Linked DNA regions of Rattus norvegicus: region 2 is linked to region 1. A link is a contact called in public Hi-C data. All regions are on one chromosome and are shown on one strand. The core of a region is the stretch at or near the end of the contact, and the rest is flanking DNA. Distances in the headings are between cores, read along the strand shown.

Evidence for each region. Hi-C and Micro-C count contacts between places; a contact is called where the count stands out from the background.
Region 2: a contact with region 1 is called in a Hi-C map of liver, with 6 times the contacts expected there. The contact joins the promoter of Nphp3 here to the promoter of Tmem108 in region 1. A contact is called at or near these places in 10 of 12 Hi-C or Micro-C datasets (the A7r5 cell line, the Rat2 cell line, Schwann cells and 6 more) and 1 of 1 datasets of contacts at active chromatin or transcription factors (oligodendrocytes).

The regions. Positions count from the first base shown.
Region 1 is chr8:113,235,954-113,242,325 of GRCr8, forward strand. It overlaps Tmem108 (transmembrane protein 108), which reads right to left and starts at 2,970. Exons shown (of 6, transcript NM_001399273.1): 1 at 2,894-2,970.
Region 2 is chr8:113,496,815-113,503,186 of GRCr8, forward strand. It overlaps Nphp3 (nephrocystin 3), which reads left to right and starts at 3,894. Exons shown (of 27, transcript NM_001191882.1): 1 at 3,894-4,274; 2 at 5,854-5,979. The coding sequence starts at 3,894.

The DNA.
Region 1 (6,372 bases), core at 1,720-4,219:
TATGAAGCATCTTAATTTACACGCACCCGATCTGCTAGAACACACACACACCACATATGAGAGAATAAATCCTCACCCTACTCCATCCCTCTATTATATAAAATGTTAAGTGCTCAGAACACATCATCATCGTTATCATCATCACATTTACCTGGGAGATAACAGCCAATCAAAACCTACACCAAATCCACATTGCTGCTGATAGCGCTATAGTGAGCCCCTCTTCAGGAATTTCCAGAGGCAAGAGTGCCATCTACTGGCAGGGAGGGTGGGTACAACTTGTTTGAGGGAAGCCTGTAGGTGACACGAAATAAGGACTGGAAAGACAGGCATCCCAGATTTTTGTCTTAGTGGGCCTCTTTTCCACAGCGCATCACAGGCGTAACTGACACAGCCTGAGACCCGTAAGTTCTCCAGGAGCCTCTGTCACAGGAGCACGGCCCTCCGAAAGCCATCTGAAGGCCAGCCAGACTAGCCAATAGTGGGGAAAGCTTTGCCTGGAAACATCTGTCCATCAAGCAGCAGAGCCTGGCTGAAAACCACCCCTGGCTCTCCTTTCCAACAACAGATGAGCTTACCCAGAATCCCACCTGTGGCCGTGTAAGCCAGCTTTATCTTATAGTGCACACCCTAAGGAATTCTCCCAGGCACCGGCCAGGGTGAAGGCTCTTATATTTATACAATGTGACACAGATCTCCTCAAAGGGCATGACTGCTTAGGCACACAGGTCTCACTATAATCTCTCTCCTTCGTCCTCCTTGTCCGTGAGGGAGAGGACAGAAACAACAGGAAGAATATGATTCTCTGGCTGTCTTGAAAGCAGGAATAAAAGGCTTTTATGGAATCAGAGGATAAAGACCATACCTCAAGTTGAACTATGCCTGTCAATTTTTCTCTTGGCCCTTCAGACCCTAGGCAGAGTTTTTTTCAGCTTCTTTGGAACAGCTGACCCCACTTCTATCAGTTAAACACACATCCATGCCCTCTTCGTATCTTATGTGAAGTCTGCATGCAAAATGACATTTCTTCTCTAAAATCAAAAATGTGTGCTTTCCTCAAACCATACTGCCTCCTTCGTCCTCAAAATCCCTTTCCCCTCCCCAGTGTAAATCAGCTTCCTGTATTTAAGTTGTCCCCACTAGTTTTCTGTGTTTCCGTCTGTCCGATGAGAACCTTTATTGAGCTTTACTGGGGCAGGGGTGTCATCTGTGGTGTTCCCACCATGCGTCACAAAAGATTCCATTCTACGCTCATCTCAAGAAACCACCAAAACTTTACTCCGGGCTGCTGAGAAGACAGAGCTCGATCCCTGTAGTCTTAACAAACTGAAGGGGTGCCTTCTCAAAACAATGAAACAACCACAAGACGTCTTATTTTTTAAAACTTGCCCAAAGAATTGAAAATTTTTCAGCAAGTAAACGAACTGAATATTGTGTACTTCAATAAATTAAATTGAATATTTTGCTGGCACAAGGTACGGTTGTTTTAGGTTCCTAAGAGGGAAAAAAAAAAAAAAAAAAACTTCACATGGGGAAGGAAGGGCTTTACAGCAGGCTCAGAATGTCTCCCCAGGGTCAGGTAGAGACTGAGTAACCTTTAAGTTCGGAACGGGTTACACTGAAACTCGGGAGAGACTCTCTTCCTGGCAATTAGTTGAACCAGTGTTACAACACCAGGTGCATCAGATTAGTTAACCGGTGGAAAAACTCACGGGATCTTTTAAGTTTCGCCATAAGACGTCTCACGTGTCATTGCTACTGTGTGTTTGGGGACATGCTTATTACCCTGAGAACCTGCCTTTTAAATACCACATTAAATTCCTGGACACGCCTTCCCTCTTCTAAAGGATTCAAGGGACTTTTGCCCCCACCCACCATCTCTTCCGGCAGCCAAACGGTCTTTTTCTTTTTCTTTTTTTTCTTTTCTTTTTACATACACTTCAGCAAAGAATTAGAAAGTGCATGTTAGACCCTAGCTCCCCTTCTCCCTACGCTGCCCTCCGGACAGGCTAAAACTAAGTACCCTCTTGGATAGACCTAGAAAGTCACAGAGCCCACCCCCACCCCGCGTCTTGTATCTTCTTTAAGAAGCCTCTCTCTCTCTCAGTGCGCTGTCTGGTCTGCAGTTCACTGCAGGCAAATTCCCTCACTATTTCCCAGTCATCAGTTATACTCTCTGTAAACCATTTTTTGTGTGACCTGCTCTGATTGTTTTAAAGGGGAAAAAATTAAGCTTTTTAACGCATCTCTGGATTCTCTCCGTAGGCTCCAAGCGTTGTATTTCGGTGAAAGTCTGGGGTGAGTGCAGGTTCGAGGTCCAGCGGACAGGCAGGGTAGCCTTCCCCAGGGCACCCTTTTCTGGGCAGCACAGGCTCGGTTCCCCAGCGATGCTCGCGCCCGCATCGAGGCAGAAGGATCATCAGATGCGCTAGGAATTCTGCTTCGCTCTCAGTCGCCGGATTAGTTCGGGTCTCAAGGGCTCGAACCAAAGTGACACTACGCTCCCCCCGACCCCTTTCGTTCTCCCATGCGACAGGTCCCGCTGCATGGAAGCCACATTTCCCAGACCCAGTCCAGCGACCGTGGCGCCCTCGCGGCGCCTCCCGAGCCCTTCCCCTGGGGAAGGGACCGGTGGCAGCATCCCTCCGGGGCGGGAAACAAAGGCGGAGGCGAGGCGGCCAGGTGGGCAAGCCTCTTCGGGCACAGCCACGGCGGCCGCGGGGAGGATGGCGAGATGTATCAGAGGGTGGGAAAAGGGAAACCAAGGCACGCAGGCTGGCGAATGCTGGGGCTGCATCCTCCCCAGTGCAGGGCTCCCGGGGCAGGCGAACCCCGAGCCATCCCCGCCGCTCCCCAGGACCAGGCATCAGAGGGACCGCCCCACTCCGCTCACCTCGGGAGAAGCGCTCCGGCTCCCTCCGACGGCTCCGGAGAAAGCCCCGCCGCTCGCGCACGCGCACTCGCGCTCTCGCTCCTTCGCCCCTCCGGCCCCCGCGGGCTCCCCTCCGACCGGGCTTTGGCCCGCCCCGGCCCTGTCCGTCAGAGTCCGCGAGAACCAATCGTGTCGCGTGGACGGCCTAGCTCTGGTCACGTGGCCTCACAAGCCAATCACCAAATTGCCCTCGGCAAGCGCCTGGCTCCGATGTCCCCCGGGGTTCGGTTGCTACCTTGTAGAGCGGGTGCGAGAGGCGGGCACAAAGGCTCAGTCCCTTATTTCCGCAGATGAGTGGCGTCCAGTTGATCAATTCCTACATCGATTGGTTTCTCAGATCCTAGCTTAAGTAAGAATCACCTGGGAGTCTTGTTAAAGTCTGGGGTGTAGCCTCGAGAATCTGCATTTCTAACAAGCCCCCAAGTGGTGATGAAGCTTCTCTTGGTCCAAGGCCAAGCTTTAAGGAGCACTGTCAAAAAAAATGACGTGACTAGCCCCTGCTCCATTTGTTTGCAAGTTTCACGACCTTTCTTGTCCTTCAATGATGAAGATAACTGTCTCAACATGTGGTGAAGTGGTGAGGCCTATAGGGTGGACGGCAGCTGAGGAAAGGCGATGGAATAGCTCTATGTGGATATGGAACAGGCAAGCAGAGACAGAAGAGAACACTAGGTCTGCCTCCGTGCTAAAGTGCTCGCACCTGCGGCTCAGTAGCACTGTGCGAGACTTGATAGGAGAGAAACCACCCATGTGGTTCCAGTCTTGTAGAATCTCAACAGCCTATATTATGACTCCATGGTTGAATTCAGAAACATTTTAAAATAGCGGTTCTCAAACTAGGTGTCGGGACCCCATTGAGATCCATGGCTACATATATTTACATTACATTCGTAACAGTAACAAAATTACAGTTATGAAGTAGCAACGGAAACAATTTTCTGGTGGGGGGAGGAGGGGTCACCACAACATGAGGAACAGTGTTAAAGGGTCGCAGCATTAGGGAGATTGAGAACCACTGTTCTAAAAGGATGAAGACGTATGTGACCAATGCTTTGGGCAATCTAGGCATAAACCACAGAGCTGGAAACGTAATTGCCCTTGAGGGTTTTTTAAGTTATCTGAATAATCCTTTATTGCTAAGTCCAACGCTTTTGCTTCCTCAAATTTGACATGAATGTCTTTAGACTGGGCAGCTAGCACGTTCAGTATCACACAGAGTCTCCTTATGTAGTCTAGGTTAGCCTGGAATTTATGAGTCTCAGTGACCCAAGTGCTGGGCTTATGAGCATGCTGTACCATGCCCAACTCTCAAGAGCCTTAAATATTAAGCTTTCCAATCCCCTTTACCAGGATTCCTGACCAAAAGATAGGAACACGTGCCAAGTACTTTTATTTTACTCTTCACAGAGGTGATCAAGCTGCCACCTAGAGAACCTCGCCTTTGTCTGTATGTCGGATGCCTCTGGCTTCTCAACTAGGAGTAAGATGCACTTAACAGTCTCAGGCATCATTCATCATACTTCTATCAGAGATGACTTAGCTCAAAATTGAGAGTTTCAGGGCTCCCCCGAGCCTGCACAGCAATGGTCCAGTGGTCCTGGACAGAGATGAGTAGGAAGATGCCCAAGCAAGAAAAGTAGTCCTCCGAGATTCTTCTGTTGACGTGAGACCCCGTGCTCCATAGCGTGATTTGCATGTCACGTGGTTTGTTTGTTTTTTCTCCAGAAAACAAGCTGAGATGAAGCAGCTGGGAGAGTCTGACCAAATCTGATACATTTCATAAGCTCCATGGTTTATAGGATTCCTATCCAGTGGTTGCTGAGAATACCTGTAAAAGTCGCTACATTTATGAAGTTTGACGTTTTGTTTTGTTTTGTTTTGTGTCTTGTTTTGTTTGTGAGACAGTGTCTCAAGTAGTCCAGGCTGACTTTCATCTTTCCTATGTAGCTGAGGATGACCTTGAACTCCTGAACCACCTCCTGCCTCTACCTTTTAAGTTGGTGGAATTACAGGCCTGAGCCAACTAAGTCCATCTCAGGCTCATTTTTTAACAAGGAAGAAAAAAAAAACAATAACAACTCGGGATCATAAATCATTAATGATGCCAGCATGCTGTAAACAGGGGGAAGTTTCCACATAGTTTGTGAAAATAGATTTTCCAAGGCCAAAAATAACTCGTCGGTAATGAATACCACCAAGGCTGTTGAATGGGACAAATTGAGATGCCAAGTCTACAACCAAGAGTAATCTCAGTGAGACGACTACATAATTTGGAAGGAGCCTATTACCTCTAGTTAACCGCACTAAATTGGTCTCTCTAGTGATGATGTCACCCGCATGATGCCTTCATCAGAAACCAATTCCCCTTTGGGATTTACAGAGAGTTTCGTACCCAAGGCTTGCCCCAAAGCATGCAGCAAATACCACTGGGAGAGCTGCTAAAATGCAGACTCCTGGGGCCCAGCAAGAGCCTCCTCCAGCTTGGATACAGATTCTGAACCCCATGTGGTTAAATTTGAGTGCAGGCTGTCCCTCCAGCAAACAAGCATGCCTTCAACTCAAACAGCTGTACTATTCATGTAGCTTGCTGTCCTAGCTAAATAAGGGAGCCGGGTCTATTTTAAAGAATTCTCAGTTCTCTTCACTGGGGTTTTTACCAAACTCTGTTACTTTGAGGTGACTAGTACCAGAGTCTCTGAGCATGGTTGTCACCTAGTTTATCTGTGGAATGGTACCTGCCACAGTGGTGAGTGACCTAGTTTTCAGATGAATCAGAGGTCCCCCTCAGAACACGTGACAGCCGGCCATCTTGCTGGCAATGGACTTCATTTGCAGCACCAGAACTACAGATGCCCCCGGGTGTGAGCCTGTAAACCAGCTCCCCACCCCCACCCCGACGCTTTAAAAATATATTTCACAGCAACCAAGTGGGAGAGAAACTTTCTCACCCTTGTAAACTTGCAACTTTATCTATTGGGGGAGGGGGATAAGGACGGTTTTAACAGATACTTAACTAGCACGGCTGATGTAAACTTTTAACTATAGAAAAGTGTTTCTTTTTCTCCCTACGAGTGTCATCATTATAGAAAGAGATGCAAAAAAGCAAAGGGATCCTTGCTTGGGATGTGAGAGAGGAGGAGGGGAAGAGGAGGGAGGAAGGGGAGGGGAGGGGGAGAGAGAGAGGGGGAGGAAGAGGGAGGAGTCCACACTGCCATCCTTTTTCCACTCCTCACTCAGCTTGCTTTCTAGACACAACTCAGCTATCCTGTCTTTGGCCACCAGTATGTTAGCATCTGACGGGGGTCAGCTCTGCTCATCCAAGGTTCTCTAACCCGGAAATTGCTCACCAGGAGATTTACGTATATTGGAAAAGAAGAGATAAAATATAAACCGCCCCACCCAGTTGCCAGCTCCCAGAAATCCACATTTGCTTCATTGTA
Region 2 (6,372 bases), core at 2,644-5,143, 260 kb after region 1:
CTCTCGGGGACTCATCTTAGAAACTGTCATGATGCCACTTCTGCTACAGTTTATTGGTCAAGGCAGTGGCAGGGCTCACTCAGACTCAAGGCATGCAGTCGGAAGCGGACAGCTTCATGTGACCCCATGAAGACTCCCATATGCTTCTCATCCCCGGGCCCCACACTTAAAGAACTGCCCTTTGGGGTTACCACTCTGACGCTGTTGCTTGAAAGTCTTCGGAGTTTTGAACAAGGGCATTACACTTCTCTTTGGCACTTGGTCCCACAAATGTACCCTCTCCTTGTCTCAGACTGTATCTTCAATTGGAGCAGTATTAAAAATGGCAGTGGCCAAGGCAGGTATGGTGATATATCTGTGATCTAGGCTCTCTGGAAGTGTGGGGTGGAGGAAGTGAGGTGAAGTCCAGCCTGGGCTACAAAGTGAGGCCCAATCTCAACAAGCCCCTCCTCGTGTGCTTTTTAAATTATGCTATAACATGCATTTGTAAGTCAGTGAACAACTTTCAAGGGTCAGCTTTTTATCTCCAGGATGTGAGTCTCAAGGACTGAACTCAGGTCACCACTCTCAGCAGCAAAGTCCTTTGCTATTAGTCTGTCCCCAAATCATCTATCTGCAGAGATTTCACTCCTCCCCACTGTGCCTCTATGCTCAGAGTTACACTTTCAAAAGGCAGACTAAGGTAGGTAGGTTCTATTAAGCATATAGAAGAAAATAGATTATGAAATTGAGATTAGCCTATATGTTGCTGTGCTTTAGAGTCATTAAACATGATATATAGCGACTACTCTATCATCCTGGGTCCCAGCTAGGCCCCTGCACATGGTCACCTTTGGTCTTGCTCACTTGGACATTGATCAGTGCTCACCTAAGGTCAACATGCAGGCGGAATGTATGTACAGTTACTTGATGAGAAAGACGGTGTCTTTGTCATTGTGCCTATAAAGGCAGGGAGGTCCAGGGTCTCCACAAACCTGGATTTGTGTTTGAAGCATCTACAAAGCCATTTGAAGGTATTTAAAGACGACAGTGACAACTAGTCTAGTCCATGAGCTCTGTGAGAACCAAGTTCATAATGGGTCTTTCTGGGTCATCAGTTACTTGCACTACCTTTATGCCCAGAAGAGATCCAATAACAGGTGGTATAGAAACGACAACCAAAAGGTTACCAAAAAGAAACCCCTCCTGGCTGGTAACTGCTGTTTTACTTTTCTCATTATTGTGACAAGTACCTGACAAAAAAGTAATTTAAGGAAGAGAGGGAGGGAGGGACAGGGGGATGGAGGGAGGGAGGGAAGGAAGAAGTGAGGGAGGGAGGAGAAGAGGAGGAGGGAGGGAGGATATAGGGAAGGAAGAGTTTATTTTGGCTCAAAATTTGAGAGTACAGTCCCTCTCAGCAGGAAGACCTTGTGGCCAGACTGTGAGAAGGCTCCTCACATTTCCTCGCAGCCAGGAAAAACAAAGAGAGATGAACCCAGGCAGACCAGTTGCTTTCTCCTGTGTACTCATTCTGGGACCCCAGCAAGTTGGATGGTAGTGCCCACAGCAGGATCGGAAGTTCAAGGCCATCCTTAACTACAAAGAAAGACTGAGACCAGTCTGGGCTATAGAAGATTGTGTCTTGGAAAGAAAAGAAAAAGAAGGAGGGAAGGAAGGAAAATCTAGAGAGTGATCCTCAAATCTCTGAAGGAAAAGAGATCAGAAATCAGCAGCTAGAAAGGCTCTGAGAATGTGGGGCAGTTCTTTGGGTACTCAGGTAGAGCAAATGTTTCCCTTTAGAACTCTCACGGTACTAACTGGAGAAATCAATACGTAATCCTTCAACTTAGAAGAGTACAAAGGCCAGAAGGATGTCTAAGAGGTCAGAGAAAACATGACCGGCTAATTTGATGGAAGGAGCTCAGGGCGTTTGTGGGGGTTGGGGTAGTAGTTAGAATGGACCAGCATTCCCAGAGTTCTTTGGAGGAAAGGCCGTTTGCTTTGTGGTAGATATGATGAGTGAAGAATTTGACGTCAGCTATGAAGGTGCTGAGAGCAGATCATTCTCAGCCATCCTCTGGCTAAAGAGAGCAGATGATGGCCTTAATAAGTCCTAGACCCCCAAATAACTCAGGACAACTCCTCAGGTCCATCCCACTTCAAAAATCCCTGCAGGGTTGGCTGAGATCCTTGCTGGGAAGGCTACACAGGGCAACCTCATACCAACTCCCTGGCCTTGTCCCAGGTACCTACCCAGCATTCCCCTGGTAGACACCTTGCTTGGTTATCTACGTCTCGGAGTAGGCTTTCCAAGAATCCCTATGGTGTCTGTGGATCAGATGAAACTATAGTCAAGTAAGCCACCAAAGACTCTTGTGTCAGCCCAGGGAGCCTCTGCATGGACAGATGCTTAAAATGCCACCAGATTTCTGGCAGCTGGGAAAAGAGTAAGCAAGAGCTGGAATAAAATTATATCACCCTTGGGCAAGGAGACTCCCAATACCGTCCTCAGATGGTGGCAGAGAGAGAATGGCTGGCACTGGGAGAATTTTCAAGAATGCCTAAGAAGAAATATATGAAGATCACCAGCGCCCCACCTCAGAACAATGTGAGTCAAAGCCACTCCTGACCTTTTTGTCCCCTCTAACCCGTGGTACCAATCTGGGATAGGTCAGAAAATAAGTTAGCAGACCAAGGGCAACTTGGAATAGAATTTTAAAAAGATAGCAAGTGTTCCCTTCCTACAAACCCTGTCATTACAATTTCCTTCCGTCTAAAATAGGGTCCCCAGCGTCCTTGTTGCCAGACGTTATAAAACCTGAGCTTATCGAAGGATGGAAGGGGGTTGGGGGGGGGGGGTGTTCCAGTGGTGATGCTGCGAAGTTCTGTCCTGCCTGGCATTATTTATTATATGCATCCTGAGACACACTAGGCACTGAACTGTCTCTAGAAAGGAGCCCCTTAGTCAGGAACCCCAGAAAACAGCTGTAGCGGAGCAGGGGCAGATGGGTGTGTGATCCAGTTCTTGCTCACTGAGACTAAGTTCACGCAGAGGAAGCGGATCTTGTAGGCTTGGGCCTAGTCTGGAACCTTCCCTTCTGGGTGTCCCGAGTCTAGCTCTTCTGGTCCCATCCAGCTAGCTCACCTCAGTCCTTCCGCTTATTCCTGCAAAGCAAGTTCTCAGGCCCTCCTGCTCCGTGTTACCCATTCCTCTCTTCCCGATTCTCATTTCTTGCAACCCTCCCTTATCCAGTTCCCCTCCCGGTCTCATTCGGAGGCGCACGTCCTGCTTGTCCAGCCACGCCCCCGAAACCTGGCTCCACCCCACTGGGCTCCACTTTTTCTTCCTGGCCACGCCCCCCTCCCTGTCCAGCCAGGACCCCCTCTCCGACTGACTGTGATTCTCTTTCTCCCTGCTGCTGCTTTACGCCTCACTTACCGGATTACACACCCCAAATCTGGCCCGACACCCTCTCCGGACACTACTCTCAGATGATCACGCCTCCTTTCGCTGCTTCGTCCCACCCCTCTCTGGTTGCCCCAACATCCCCAGTGTGTTCGACCACGCCCCGAAAGTATGGCTCCGCCCCTTCTCAGGATGGCCACTCTTCTTCAACACCACGCCCCCTCTAGTTGCCACGTTATGCCCTTCTCCCCAATCGTCAGACCCAGTTCACGTACTGCTCTGCTCTTCTCTCCACACGCGCCCTCTCCGATGCTGCACCCCGCCCCACCATCTCGGCCCCGCCCCGAAGGCCTGGCCACGCCCCGGACCAGCCCTGCTCCTGGCCACGCCCCTCCCTGATTTTGGTTTCTCGCCGCCGCGCTCCGCCCCTCTAGGCAAGCCCCGCCCTCTTGGCCCCGCCTCCTCCTGGCACCCAGCAGGCTCTCAGCCTCAGCCGGCCCCGGGCATCATGGGCACAGCCTCGTCGTTGGTGAGCCCCGCTGGTGGGGAGGTGATCGAGGACACGTACGGGGCAGGCGGCGGCGAGGCCTGCGAGATCCCGGTGGAAGTGAAGCCCAAGGCTCGCCTGCTGCGTAGCTCGTTCCGCAGGGGCGCGGGAGCCGGGCCCGGGTCGCTGCCTCGGGCGGCGGGGGCCGGCGGGCTGCTGGGCGCCAGCTTCAAGTCCACCGGCTCGTCTGTGCCCGAGCTAGAGTATGCGGCGGCCGAGTTCGAGCGGCTCAAGAAAGAGTACGAGATCTTCCGGGTCAGCAAGAACCAGGAGTTGCTGTCCATGGGTCGCCGAGAGGCCAAGCTGGACACGGAGAACAAGCGGCTGCGGGCGGAGCTGCAGGTAACACGGGACCCAGCGCGCCGCGAGCGGGAGGCTCTGAGGAAACTGAGACCCGAGAGCGTCGCTCAGCCGCTTGGTGGCACCACCATCCTAGCCCAGCTACAAACCAAGTTGTTTTCTAAATGTACAGAAGCTGCTCCTCCTTTATGAGGAATCATTATTTTTCAGTCTAAACTAATTTCTTGTCAGCATCTTCCTCCGCCCCTTTCAGTTTCCGGTTCATTCATTAAGACACGTTGGATCAACCCAAGTCCTGAAGTCGCAAAATTTCTCAGAGCAACTTCACACAACTCCTCCCGGTTTAACCTATCTCCAAGATGGAGCTCTTGGCTCAGTTTCTTCGCAAAGTTCTGCAGATTCTGGGGTTTAATGATATGACAGGAATTTTTCTGGAAACCTCCTGATTTCATCGTTTTTAAGTGTTGTGATTGAAAGTCTTCCCTGAGGATACTCAAACTCCCTTAGTCCATTTAGTTAATGGGCTCAACAGTTACTGCGGTGCTACTGTAGGCCTTTTATTCTTTCAGATACTAGGTAAAGCAGATTTCTCAGAGCAAAACCTGGGACTATACGCCATGGGCTGGGAGCCTCTCTGATGATCATTTGTTTATGCCCCTCTTTTCTGTGGGAGGGATCTCTGAAGCCCAAGAGCTCCTGGCGGGTCAAAATAAGACTTAAATAAACAGCACGGATTTTTGTAGAAGCCTCCTTCCTTCTAGTCTGGCATGTTCCTGTAAGCTATGAAGCCCTTCATTAACTGCTGTGCTATTAGCATATTACCTGAGAGGCTGGTCTCACTCCCTGCTGGCCTCGCTTCCTACTGGAAGGCCAATGTGCTTGTCGCCCCTATAAAGTGGATTTGTGCGTTCCTCCTGTCTGATTTCATGTGTGCACCACTGCCCACTAAGAACCATGTGAGATGGCAGGTAGAAGGGGGTAGCAGGATAAAGAGGCCAGTGCAGGGGGGACTGACAGATGTCACAGATCAGCAATTCCAATTCCCTGTGAAACCTGTTGTTCCTTTCTTACCTACATAATCTTGAGAAAATTCTCACACATTTATTTCATTCATTATTTCATCCAGCCATGTTGACATTTACTGGAGGGCTGGCCACGGATCTAGACTGCAAATGGCTCTGGTGATCAGTAGAATGATTAATATATAACGCCAAGGAGCACAGAAACCTTCAAGCTAAACCTTACAAACTGTGTTTCTTATTCTCTTAGAAAAATGCTGGAGCTGGTACAGTATTTCAAAGAAAAAGCTTATTTTCTGAAGAACCTGTACAGTAGGATTCAAAGATGTTTGCATTTTTTTTCTATTTTGCTTGAAATAATTGATAACACAGAAGGGCTTGATAATTGATAAAATAGTGAGTAGAGGGTGGAGATCTAAGCATATGTAAACATAAGAATTTAATATGAATGAAAGCCAGATCCCAACACATGTATACATATATATAAGAATTTAATATATGGATGAAAGCCAGATCCCAACATATGTATACATATGTGTAAGAATTTAACATATGGATGAAAGGCCGTTTTTCTTGGGAGATAACAAGGTTCATCTTTGCAGGTACTTCAGAAAACTTACCAGAAGATACTTCGGGAAAAAGAGGGTGCATTAGAAGCAAAATACCAAGCCATGGAGAGAGCAGTCACATTTGAACACGATAGAGACAGGGTTAAAAGGCAATTCAAGGTAAATTCTTGGTATTCTTACCCCCCTCTCCAAGTGACATAGATTAAAGGCTAGTTTTTAAAAGTTTACTTGAGCCAGTTGTAGAGGCATACACCTTTAAGCCCAGGACTCTGGATGCAGAGGCAGGCAGATCTCTGTGAGTTCTAGGCCAGCCTGGTCTACGTAGTGAGTTCCAGGACAGTCAGCGCTACACAATGAGACCGTGTCTTGAAAAAAAATTCCCTCTGATATTGTGTAGAACATAGATAAATCTAGTAACACTGGTGAAGGTGACAGAACTAGGGAAGAAAGCAGCCTGTGTTCTCAGTTAGGTGGTGTTTATTTGATACAGAGATATGAAAGTGAACATTTTAGTTGAGATATTGAACGATGGAAGGATGGATTTGTTCTTAA